Regions from separate parts of the Oryctolagus cuniculus genome. Here region 2 is linked to region 1. A link is a contact called in public Hi-C data. All regions are on one chromosome and are shown on one strand. Each heading gives the region's core, a stretch centred on a gene start, on an enhancer-like site or on the middle of the called end of the contact. The rest is flanking DNA. Distances are from core to core; before and after follow the strand shown. Region 1 overlaps LINGO1 (leucine rich repeat and Ig domain containing 1). Region 2 holds the start of LINGO1 (leucine rich repeat and Ig domain containing 1).

Evidence for each region. A called contact is a pair of places that touch in the nucleus more often than the background predicts.
Region 2: a contact with region 1 is called in a Hi-C map of psoas muscle, with 5 times the contacts expected there. The contact joins the promoter of LINGO1 here to the enhancer-like site in region 1. A contact is called at or near these places in 3 of 6 Hi-C or Micro-C datasets (ear pinna, psoas muscle and an unstated tissue).

What each region holds. Positions count from the first base shown.
Region 1 is chr12:108,129,725-108,134,553 of mOryCun1.1, reverse strand. All of the region lies in intron 3 of LINGO1 (leucine rich repeat and Ig domain containing 1), which reads left to right. Among named protein-coding and RNA genes, the nearest start is that of LINGO1, 140 kb to the left of the region's middle. Within about 2 kb of position 2,908, at least 1 of the 8 cell types and tissues checked has an H3K27ac peak or open chromatin away from gene starts, as enhancers often do.
Region 2 is chr12:108,265,761-108,270,589 of mOryCun1.1, reverse strand. LINGO1 (leucine rich repeat and Ig domain containing 1) reads left to right here and starts at 2,122. Exons shown (of 4, transcript XM_070054640.1): 1 at 2,122-2,632.

The DNA of each region.
Region 1 (4,829 bases), core at 1,659-4,158:
CACAAACCTGCGTCCATAGGGGATGCCGGTGTTGCAGGTGGCAGCTTAACTCGCTATGCCACTGCCCCGGCCCTGGTATCTGTAGTCTTATTCCACCCCTGTGACCCTGTGGGGTGAGCTTCATCCCCCCAGCTCCCTGAGTGACAGCAGAGGCAGAGGATTCCCCGAGCTGGTGGTGCACAGCGTGCCCTTTGCCCCTGAGCCGTTCAGGAGCCCCTGGGCCTTTTCAGGGGGAGGTTCTCCCCCATGGGCGGGTGGAGCAGGGCTCGGGCATGAACGGGACATGGATTCCGAGTTTTCTACTTTGTGGCTTCCCTGGGCTCCTCCAGAATTTGAGATTTGTGCTCAGCCCAGAGCCTCCGAGGGACCCAGAACCCTCAGGACCCCGAACCCTCGTCGTGCCAAGCCCCTAGTTCCTTTAGAGCCCCCTTCCCTCTGCACGAGGCTGGGCAAAAGTTACCAGGTCAGCAGGTGAGGGGTGAGCCGCCCCCTGGGCAGGCCCCGTGATGCGGGCGTGCCAGGCTGCTGGCCAGCAGAGCTCCTGGGGTCTGAGGGTGTTGCTCCTCCTTCGGAGCTGCTGGGCAGGTGTGATCCGTGCCCCGCCCCGTGCCTCATGACTGCGGCCTGTGAATTTAGAGTGTGACTTAGAAAACTCGGAACACCGAAGCACAGCGTGGTGCCGGCTTAAAAACAATAATGTGTTTATTTGAGGTGGGAGAGAGAGAAGGACATCCTCTTGGAGGCCCCAAAGGGATCTTTAGCTTCCCGGGGCCCCAAGGTACCCCCAGAGCTTTAGGTACCCACATCTGGAAAAAGTGGTAGCAATTTCTCCTTAAGAGTAAATGATGGGGCTGGCGCTGTGCTGTAGTGGGTAAAGCTGCTGCCTGCAGTGCCAGCATCCCATATGGGTGCAGGTTCGAGTCCCAGCTGCTCCACTTCCGATCCTACTCTCTGCTGGGGCCTGGGAAAGCAGTGGAAGATGGCCCAAATCCTTGGGCCCCTGCACCCAGGTGGGAGACCCGGAAGAAGCTCCTGACTCCTGGCTTCAGATCAGCGCAGCTCCAGCTGTTGTGGCCTTCTGGGGAGTGAGCCAGTGGATGGAAGATCTCTCTCTCTGTCTGCCTCTGCCTCTCTGTAACTCTGCCTTTCAAATAAAATAAATACATCTAAAAAAAAGAACAGCAAGTGACAAAAGCCTATATTTGCAAGTAGTGACAGTCCATTTCTCCCAAGAATGGGATGCACTGGGGGCCGGGTCTGTGGTATAGTGAATTGAACTGCTGCTTGCAACTCCAGATCCCACATCAGAGCGCTGATCCAAATCCCGGCTGCTCCACTTCCCATCCAGCTCCCTGCTAATGCGCCTGGAAAAGCAGCGGAGGATGGCTCCAGTGCTTGGGGCCCTGCACCCCTGTGGGAGAGACCTCCATGAAGCTCCTGGCTTTGGCCTGGCCCAGTCCCGGCTGCTGCTACCATCTGGGGAGTGAACCAGCAAATGGAACATCTCTCCTCCCATCCCCCATAACTCTGCCTTTCAAATAAAAAAAGTCTTAAAAAAAAAAAAAAAAGAACTCCTTGCATCTCAGGCACTGGGCTACAACAGGGAAGGTGGCAGCGTGGCCCCAGCTCACTCACGCACCCCGGATCCAGTCGGGAGGGGCCTCTGTGCCTGCGCACACCGGCGAATTCTTTCCAATCGGAATTACTTCTCCACCCTCCTCTTCCTGGCCTTGGAAGCCCGCATCCACCCCAGAGCCCATCTCTGAAGTGCCTGCATTAACAGAGCTGGGGTGCCCTGGGAGCCTCCCTGGGGTACCCTGCCCGCACCCTCCAGGCCCTCCTGCCTGCTTTTCCCTTGCACCATGGGCTGTGTGAGCCCAGCACGGCCGCTCCTCCCTGTGACCCCTGCAGGACACAGCCCCTCATCCCCGACCTGGCCTTTGCCCAGGGTCCCGCCTGGGTTGGGCACTGCCCAGCCAAACCTGCAGGGGGTCCAGGCCTCCCCCTGCCCAGGGTTGCCATGGCGACCCTCTGCCCTGCATGCGGCCTGAAAGGTAGCAGCGAGGACTCCTCGATTCTGGGTCCCTCCTGGAGCCCAGGCGCCTCCCTGCTCCTTTTGAGCCGGGATTGTCTTTTCCTGCTTTTAAGATCTGAAGTCTCACTTCCGCTGCTTCTGCTTTCCTGGAGCTCTCTGGGGTTTTGTGTGTGTGTGCGCGCGCACACGTGGGTGCATACGCCGTTGAAGGGTCACACACCATGCCCGCTGTGGACATCAGCATGGCCTCCCCAGTGCTGGTCAGTCAACAGCAGCATGCCCAGCCCCGCCTCACCCTGCTGTGAACTTGACACTTTGCAAAGCCCTCCTCCGTCCTGAGTCCCAGGGAGTGGGGTGAGCAAGGCGTGGCCCGTGGGGGAGGGGGCTTGGGAGGCCCGCGTGGTCTCGGGGGCCTCAGCCGCACTTTTCTACATTGCTGCCAAGGATGGGCCTGTTCCTTCTGCGCCTGCCCCCAGAGAAGGCAGGCCAGAGGTCCAGGCAGGCTTGGCTGGGAGCTCCGGAGCCGCCGGCCACAGAAGCCAGGTGGGGCGCGATGAGCCTGGCTCATGCCCTGGTTGGAACTGCTCCGTGCGCCCTTGGCCACTGCAGTCAGCATGGGCACCGAGCCCAGCCTTGGAGCGCGAACACGGACAAGTGCGGGTTTAACCCTCCGCTCCGCTGCTTTCTGCCTGGCGGTGGGCTGTGTGCGTGGTGCAGGGGTGCTGTTGGCCCTGCTGAGTGACCTTGGCCGGGCGACTTCCCCTCTGAGAACGTTGTCAGCTGCGACCCCACAGGCTGGGCACGGGGCCCGCAGCAGGTGCTCCCCGTTAGTGCTGTGGTGCGCGTCGGGCCTCGGGGATCCTGCCGCTCGGTCTCCCCCTCTGTAGGATGGCGTTGGCGATGAGACCGAGGGTCCCGGTGGCCCGCGCCCAGTACCGCAGTCCTCCCCGTTTGCACCCCTGCCCCCGGATGCCCCAGAGCAGAGCTCAGAGACCTGGAGGCCGGGACCCAGATCTCTGTCTGTCCATGCTGTGGCCGTGCTGGTGTCAGTTTTCATAGAAAGGCAAATCTGCAAAGTAGTCAGAAAAGTCTTCCCTCTGTGACTCCTGCCGCCCAGCTGTTCTCTTTCAGGAAAAGTGCTGAGGGCTGAAAATAAACCAGGTCCACGCCGGAGAGACACACGGAAGGGGAAGGAGGCATGGGGTGCACGGCGTGCCAGGGCTGTGCCCCGACTGCCTGGAGCAGCGTTTGGCCCAGCCCCTGCTCCCTGCCTCCAGCCACAGGCAGGCGTGCCCGCCCTAGCCAGCCAGGGTGCAAAGGCAGCGCTGGTGCCAGGAGGTGCCTGTGATGCTGAGCGCCGGGCAGCCTCCAGGGGGTGTCCGAGCCGTGAGCTCCACGTGCACCCCAGTGCTGGGGAGGGAGACCCTGGCAGGAGACCTGCTCAGCCTGTGGCCGCCCCATGGGCGTTTCCTGGCCACCGTGTCCAGCCTCCACGGTTTGCACCTGCTGTTCCCTCCCTAGCTGTCCCCTTCTCTGCACGTCAGGGTCCTACCTCTCCTGTCAGATTGTCTCCCCCAGAGAGGACCCTCCTCCTGGCGGCTCTGATCACCCCCACCGTGTGCCACACCCTCTTGTGAGCCACGCCCCTGCCGCTAGGGCCGGTACCTGGGCCTTCAGGCTCTGGCTTTGGCAAGGGGCAGCTCAGCCCAGGGGCACAGCTGGAATCTGGTCTGGGAGCCTCAGGGTCCTGGGACTCTCGGCCAGCCCGCCACACCCCAGCCAGCTCTAGACTCTCACTGTGAAGCCCCTGCAGGTGGCGTTAATTAGACTATAGCGAGCTGAATGCCCCCTGCCCCGAGTACCCTGGGGTGCTGGCCCCAGCCCTGCCCCTCACCTCTCTGTGCCCGTGGAGTAGGGCTCACAGACCCCCGCTGTGGGCTGTCGGGCACATGCAATGGGCAATGCCTGGGTTTCAGGGGTCCTGGCTGCGGCTGGCACAAGGGATACCTGTTGAGGGTCAACGCGGTGGTTTCCCCAGGTCTGTGCCCTCTGCGTCCAGTTTAGAGGAGCCCCTCCCCAAGCCCAGTGGCCCCAGACCTCAGGCTCCCACTGTTGCTGGGTTGCCCTGGGCACGGAGAGAGCTCAGGCCACATGGCTATGGGTCCTGAAGGGTGACCTGCAGGGTAGGGGCTGACTCTCCCAGCCTCATCTTCTCCCAGGAGAGAGGGCCGCTGGCCTCTGGCCTGACCCTTCTGGAACACCAGGGACCTGCCTGGGGGGACCCACATGCCCACAGACTTGTGACCTGAATTTGGGGTGCAAAAAGAAGGAGAACCCGGTCGTGTCACTTCTCTGTGGGCTGCAGCCCCAACTCCCCCTTCTCCATCCCCACCCCCACTTAGCCCTTTTGGTTGCCATGACAGCGGGGAGCTGGGAGGTGGGCACTACCTGTACTCTCATCTCAGAGTGCATGCATGTGCCCGTGGTGCCGTGTGGGGGGGTAGAGCTGGCGTCGTGTGCCCATGGTGCCGTGTGGGGGTAGAGCTGGCGTCGTGTGCCCATGGTGCCGTGTGGGGGGTAGAGCTAGCGTCGTGTGCCCATGGTGCCGTGTGGGGGGTAGAGCTGGCGTCGTGTGCCCATGGTGCCGTGTGGGGGGTAGAGCTGGCGTCGTGTGCCCATGGTGCCGTGTGAGGGTAGAGCTGGCGTCGTGTGCCCATGGTGCCGTGTGGGGGTAGAGCTGGCGTCGTGTGCCCATGGTGCCGTGTGAGGGTAGAGCTGGCGTCGTGTGCCCATG
Region 2 (4,829 bases), core at 873-3,372, 140 kb before region 1:
CTCTGTTTGCCTTCCCTTGGGCCGCCGGGATGTCCTGGGAGGACTCGTCAGGTGGTTTGTTGAACCAACACAGGCAATGCTGTGAGCTCATCTCCCTGGAGCCCCTCCCCTCCACCCCCAGGAGTCTGCTAGGAAGGTGGGAGGTACCCGGCCAGGAGAAAGGGGACAAAAGGGACTTTGGAGAGGCCACACAGAGCTGAGCGTGGCTGTGGGGAGGGAAAAGCAACTTCACGGGACGCCCGCCGTGGCCAAGCCTTTCCCGGGCAGGAATCCCCCACGGTCACCTGCTGTTTGCTCCCACGTGACAGGGAGGCTAGCACTGGGTCTGCCTCACCCAAAGCCGGGGGTCTCTGCAGGGCCACTTCAGACGCAGGGGTGCAGGGTGTGCAGCGTCCTGGGCTCCCGCCCGCCACTGCGCACACTCCGGGTTTCCTACACTTCCAGCTCCGGGCAGCAGGGGGAGGCTGTGCTGCATCTGGTCGCAGACTGGAGCAGGGGTTAGGATCGGGCGGCAGGAGAGGCGAGGCCTCCTTCCGCAGCTGCTGGGTTTGGGGAGCCTTTAGCCGCGCCCCCGGCACGGGGCGGGAGGTTTCCACCCGGATCTGCCAAGTGGAGTCTCACTGCTGCCCCAAAGAGAAGTTGAAACGCCTCAGTCCGAGGCTTCCCCAGTCTGTCTGCGCCCCAGTCTGCCCGTCACTCCCGATTTCCCGCTTCCAGGTTTTGCACAGGCTCTCCTCCGGCGGGGACGCCCATTCTGTTCCTTCCTGCCTGGCCAACTCCTACACATGCTCCAATACCTGGCGTCAACATCACCTCCTCCAGGAAGCCTGCCCGAATTTTCTCTACTCCCTACAGCTCCATCACAACTCCCGCTCCCTGCTTTCCTATATCACCTGCGTCCCAGGCCCCCATAGGATGGGCCCACGATGGGCGTTTAATGAAAGGTTTCCCCCTGCAGGTGTCTGTGGTGGGAGTGAGAAAATGCTGCTGCCCAGAGCCCAGGGGTGCACTTTACTTCCCAGGGGGTGTCACGAGGGTCGAGAGAGAGAGAGAGCCGGAATACACAGGAACTTTGCAAACTGTAGAGTGTCCTACCCAGCAGGTCCTGGTACCGCACAGCTTTGCCCCTGTCCCCTGGTTCCCTGAGCACCTAGCAGCACCCCAAATCTCACGAGCAAGGAGGAGATGGGGTTCAAGGCAAGCCCTTAGCCCCCAGAAAGGCGAACACCCTGTGGGAGTCGCCCCCCAGTGACGATGGAAGCCAACGTCCTTCCTTCCACAAAAGGGTAAAGGGAGGGGCAGAGAGGGGTCAGCGAGTACCCAAGGTCACACAGCAGGAGCGGGAGGCGACCTGGGTCCTCCCAGCGCAGCAGGTGTCTTCAGATCCGGGGCAGCTGCTCCCCAGTACCTCGTCCCCGACCCTGCAGTCCAGGGCGCCCAGCCCATGCGGTCCCACACCAGGCTCGGCCGCCAAGGAGCGCCGAGCGCCCTCTGGATGGCGTGGTCCGGGCAGCTCCCCACCGTCCTCCTCCTCCACTCACCTCCAGGCCCGGAGGACCGTGCTCGGCTGTGGCGGGCCGGGCGCCGCCCGCGCCGCCGCCCCGTGCTGTTCCCGCGCGGCTGGGCCGCCCTCCGGCGCCCTGGGGTGGGGCAGGTGCAGCGGGTGCGCTATCCCTTTAAGCCCGGGCGAAAGGCGAGGTGTCGGCGGTCGCCGAGGCTAGCGCGGGACGTCGCCACCCGCCGGGCCGGAGCCAGGGGCCGGGAACCGCGGAGTGAGCGGGGGGCGCAGGGGACAGCAGAGCCGGGGCACTGCGGGTCCCTTCGCTGCCCAGTGCGCGCGCCACCCCGGGCCCCGCGAGCGGCCCCGGTGTCTTGCGGAGGATGTGAGAGGCGGCGCGGGCGGTGTCGGGGCGGGGGGCGCGGGAGAGGGCGGCGGCGACAGACGCGGGACAGAGTCCGGGCAGGGGGAGCCGGGCGGGGAGGAAGCGGAGAGGCGGCGGCGGCCGAGAGGAGAAGGGGGCGCGAGAGCACGCAGCGCGGGCGGCGGCGCAGGGGCGGGGGGCCGAAGCCTGCGGGTGGGGGCGCGGAAGCGGAGCCGGGCTCCAGGGCTGGGGTTCGGCCGGGCGTGGTGGAGGAGCCGAGCGCCCGCGCGGTCCCCACGGGGAGCGGCGGGGCACGTGAGCGGCCGGCCCGGCAGAGGGCGCAGGGCCGCGCTCTGGGGATTCCGGGCGGCCGGGGCCGGGGGCCTTTGTGAGCGCCCCATCAGGGCGAGCCCGGGAGTGCGGAGCCCCGGTGAGGCGGCGGCGGGCCCTAGCGCGCTCGGTGTGCGCGGGTGGGAGCGCCCGGGCGGCCGGGAGCGCGCGTTAGGGATTCTGCCGGCATCGCAGCGCGGAGAGCTGGAGGCAGGAGCCGGCCGCGCCGGGGAGCGCAGGGTCCTCCCGCGCACACGCACACGCACACGCCGCGCTCTCACGCGCGCACACGCCCTCCCTGCCTCGCTCGCGCCGCTGCCACCATCTCGGAGCCGAGCCCTGTGGAGCGGGCACCCGAGCCGGAGCCGGGACTGGAGCGCAGCCGAGCCGGGGGATGCGGGCCCGGAGCAGAGCCGCGCGCGGACGGCGCGCCCCGGATGGTGAGTGAGGCCGGGCCGGGCCGCTGCGGCGAGGCTGGGGCCGCGGGGACGCAGGCCAGGGAGCAGGGGGTCCGGGCGCCGGCAGCGCCGCGTGCGCGGCCTCTGATTGGGCGGGAGCCTTGGGGGCAGCGGTGCGGGTGTCGAGTGCGCGTCCGTGGGGGGCGCTCGCGCGCGGAGCTGGGGGGTGCGCGCTCTGTACCTCAGGCCGTGACCGCGCTCCCGCCTGCGCGCGGCCCCGCCTCAACCCGCACCTGCCACCAGAAGCCTTGCGACTTGGAGCAACTTTGCGGAGCCCCCGGGGCGCGGCAGGCCGGGAGGGGGCGGGGAGGCTCTTTAAGGGTGTGGGGTGGAACTCTGGCCTCTTCCCTGGCGGGCACGCGAGTGCGCTAAGCCTCTGCCCCAGCCAGCGCGGCCGCCGGCTCCCCGGGATGCCCAGCCGGCCCTGCGGCGTCTGGCTGGAGCCGCTCCGGGCGCCGGGCTCCTGTGACCCCGCCAGGGTCAGCTGGTACCGCGTGGCCACGTTCCCCAGGCCGGGAAGCCGAGTCTTTGCAACCAGGCCAGAGACACGGGGGTTGCGGGGCCAGAGTGGAGGAGATGTGGCCCTTGTGTGCCTGCCTTTGTGTGTCTCCCGCGCTGCTTCTCTGCGGGACAGTTGGCTCGAGAGGGGGCACCTGCTGGCGCGGTGCCCTGGGCACCGAGGCCGTGGTCTTTCGGCTCCCCGTACTCTGCTGCGGGGCCTCGGAACCTGCCCACACCCGGAGGCCGCCCAGCCGGTGCGGAGGAAGACTGGCTGGGGAGATGTCCGCGTGGGGCCCCGGAAGCTGCGGATGGCCGATTGCGTTGACTCCCTCCAGCTTGAGGTTGCGGGGGGTAGAGCCCCTGGGGTCCCCAGCGGCCCCTGGCAGCCCTCTCTTTCCTGGCACCCAGGGTGTGAGTCTGGAGGCAGCGGTGCTGGGCAGGCCGGTCTGCCTGCGTCCCTGGGGTCTGGCAGTGCCGGTTGGATCTGCGTGCCGGCTTAAGCCCTGCTCCCACCCCAGCATCTCCTGCTGCATCCCCGCCTGCTGGGGAGTGGGCAGGAGCCAGGGCACACCTGTCCATTTCACCCAGGAGGGTTTGGAGGCACCGAGGGGTCTCCTGTGTCAGGCCAGTCCCTTCCATTGTGAAGGGGTCCTGTGTGGGGCAGGCGGCACCGCTGACTTGGCCACAGGGCTCCCCGGGGCTTCCCTCCTACTGCGTGTCCCAAACACCTTCCCTGATGGGACTGCTGGAGGCCGTTGAGCGGAGGTCCTTGTCTGAGCTGAGGGACCTCGGGAGCCCAGCTCGGTTACCTCCTGGGGCCGGGGTCTGGCTGGCTCTGCTGGGCAGGTTTGCACATCAGGGAGCTCAGGGATTCCCCCCGCCCCCACCAGCCTGGCATGTCCTTCTGTCTGGACTGTGAGGAACCCTACCTGTTCTCTCGAGACCTCTGGCCTGGAGCCTGCCGTGGGCCAAACAGCTCATGCCTGGGTGACCTGTGGAGATCCAGGCGTGCCTGGCTGGTGGGGGTTGGGGGGGGCTCCACGGCTCCCAGGGCTGCTTCCTCCGCCGGTGGTCTCTCCAAGGCACAGGACACTGGAGCCGTCAGCCCCATGCTGGCCTTGGTGGCCCCCAGCCTCGTGCTGCTGGCAGCTGGATCACCCCAGGGCTACTCAGGCCCTTGGAGGCCTGTGGGGACAAGAACTGTTGCCTGGGGAGGTGGGGTAACTGTGCCTCTAGTGAGTGGGGGGGGTGGGCTTGCAGCATCCTGGGGGCTTCCTCAGCCAGCTCGGGCAGCCTCTCCCCTGCTGGCCCTGGCTGACTCCTTGTCCTGCCTTTCTTAGCCGCTTCTCTCTAAGCGCCCCCTGCCCCCGGCCCCTCCCCGAGCCTCAGGAGCTCTGGGCAACACCTGGTGGCAGGAGCTCGGCCCAGGGCCTGGCCCCACCTCCGTGGGCAAGGCCTGCTGGAGTCCTGCCCTGGTTCTGTTGCCCAGGGGACACTGTGCTCTGTTTCCTGCTCCTGCATCAGCAGCAGGGGGAACCCCTCACTGGGGGGCCCAAGCCATGGGGAGGAAGAACAGAGCCACCCCGGCTCCTAAGTCTGAGCGGCCAGGGGTGAGAATGCCAGCCCGGTGGTGCCAGGCCCTCCTCTGACTGCCTCGGACGGCCTCTGCCCCCGCCCC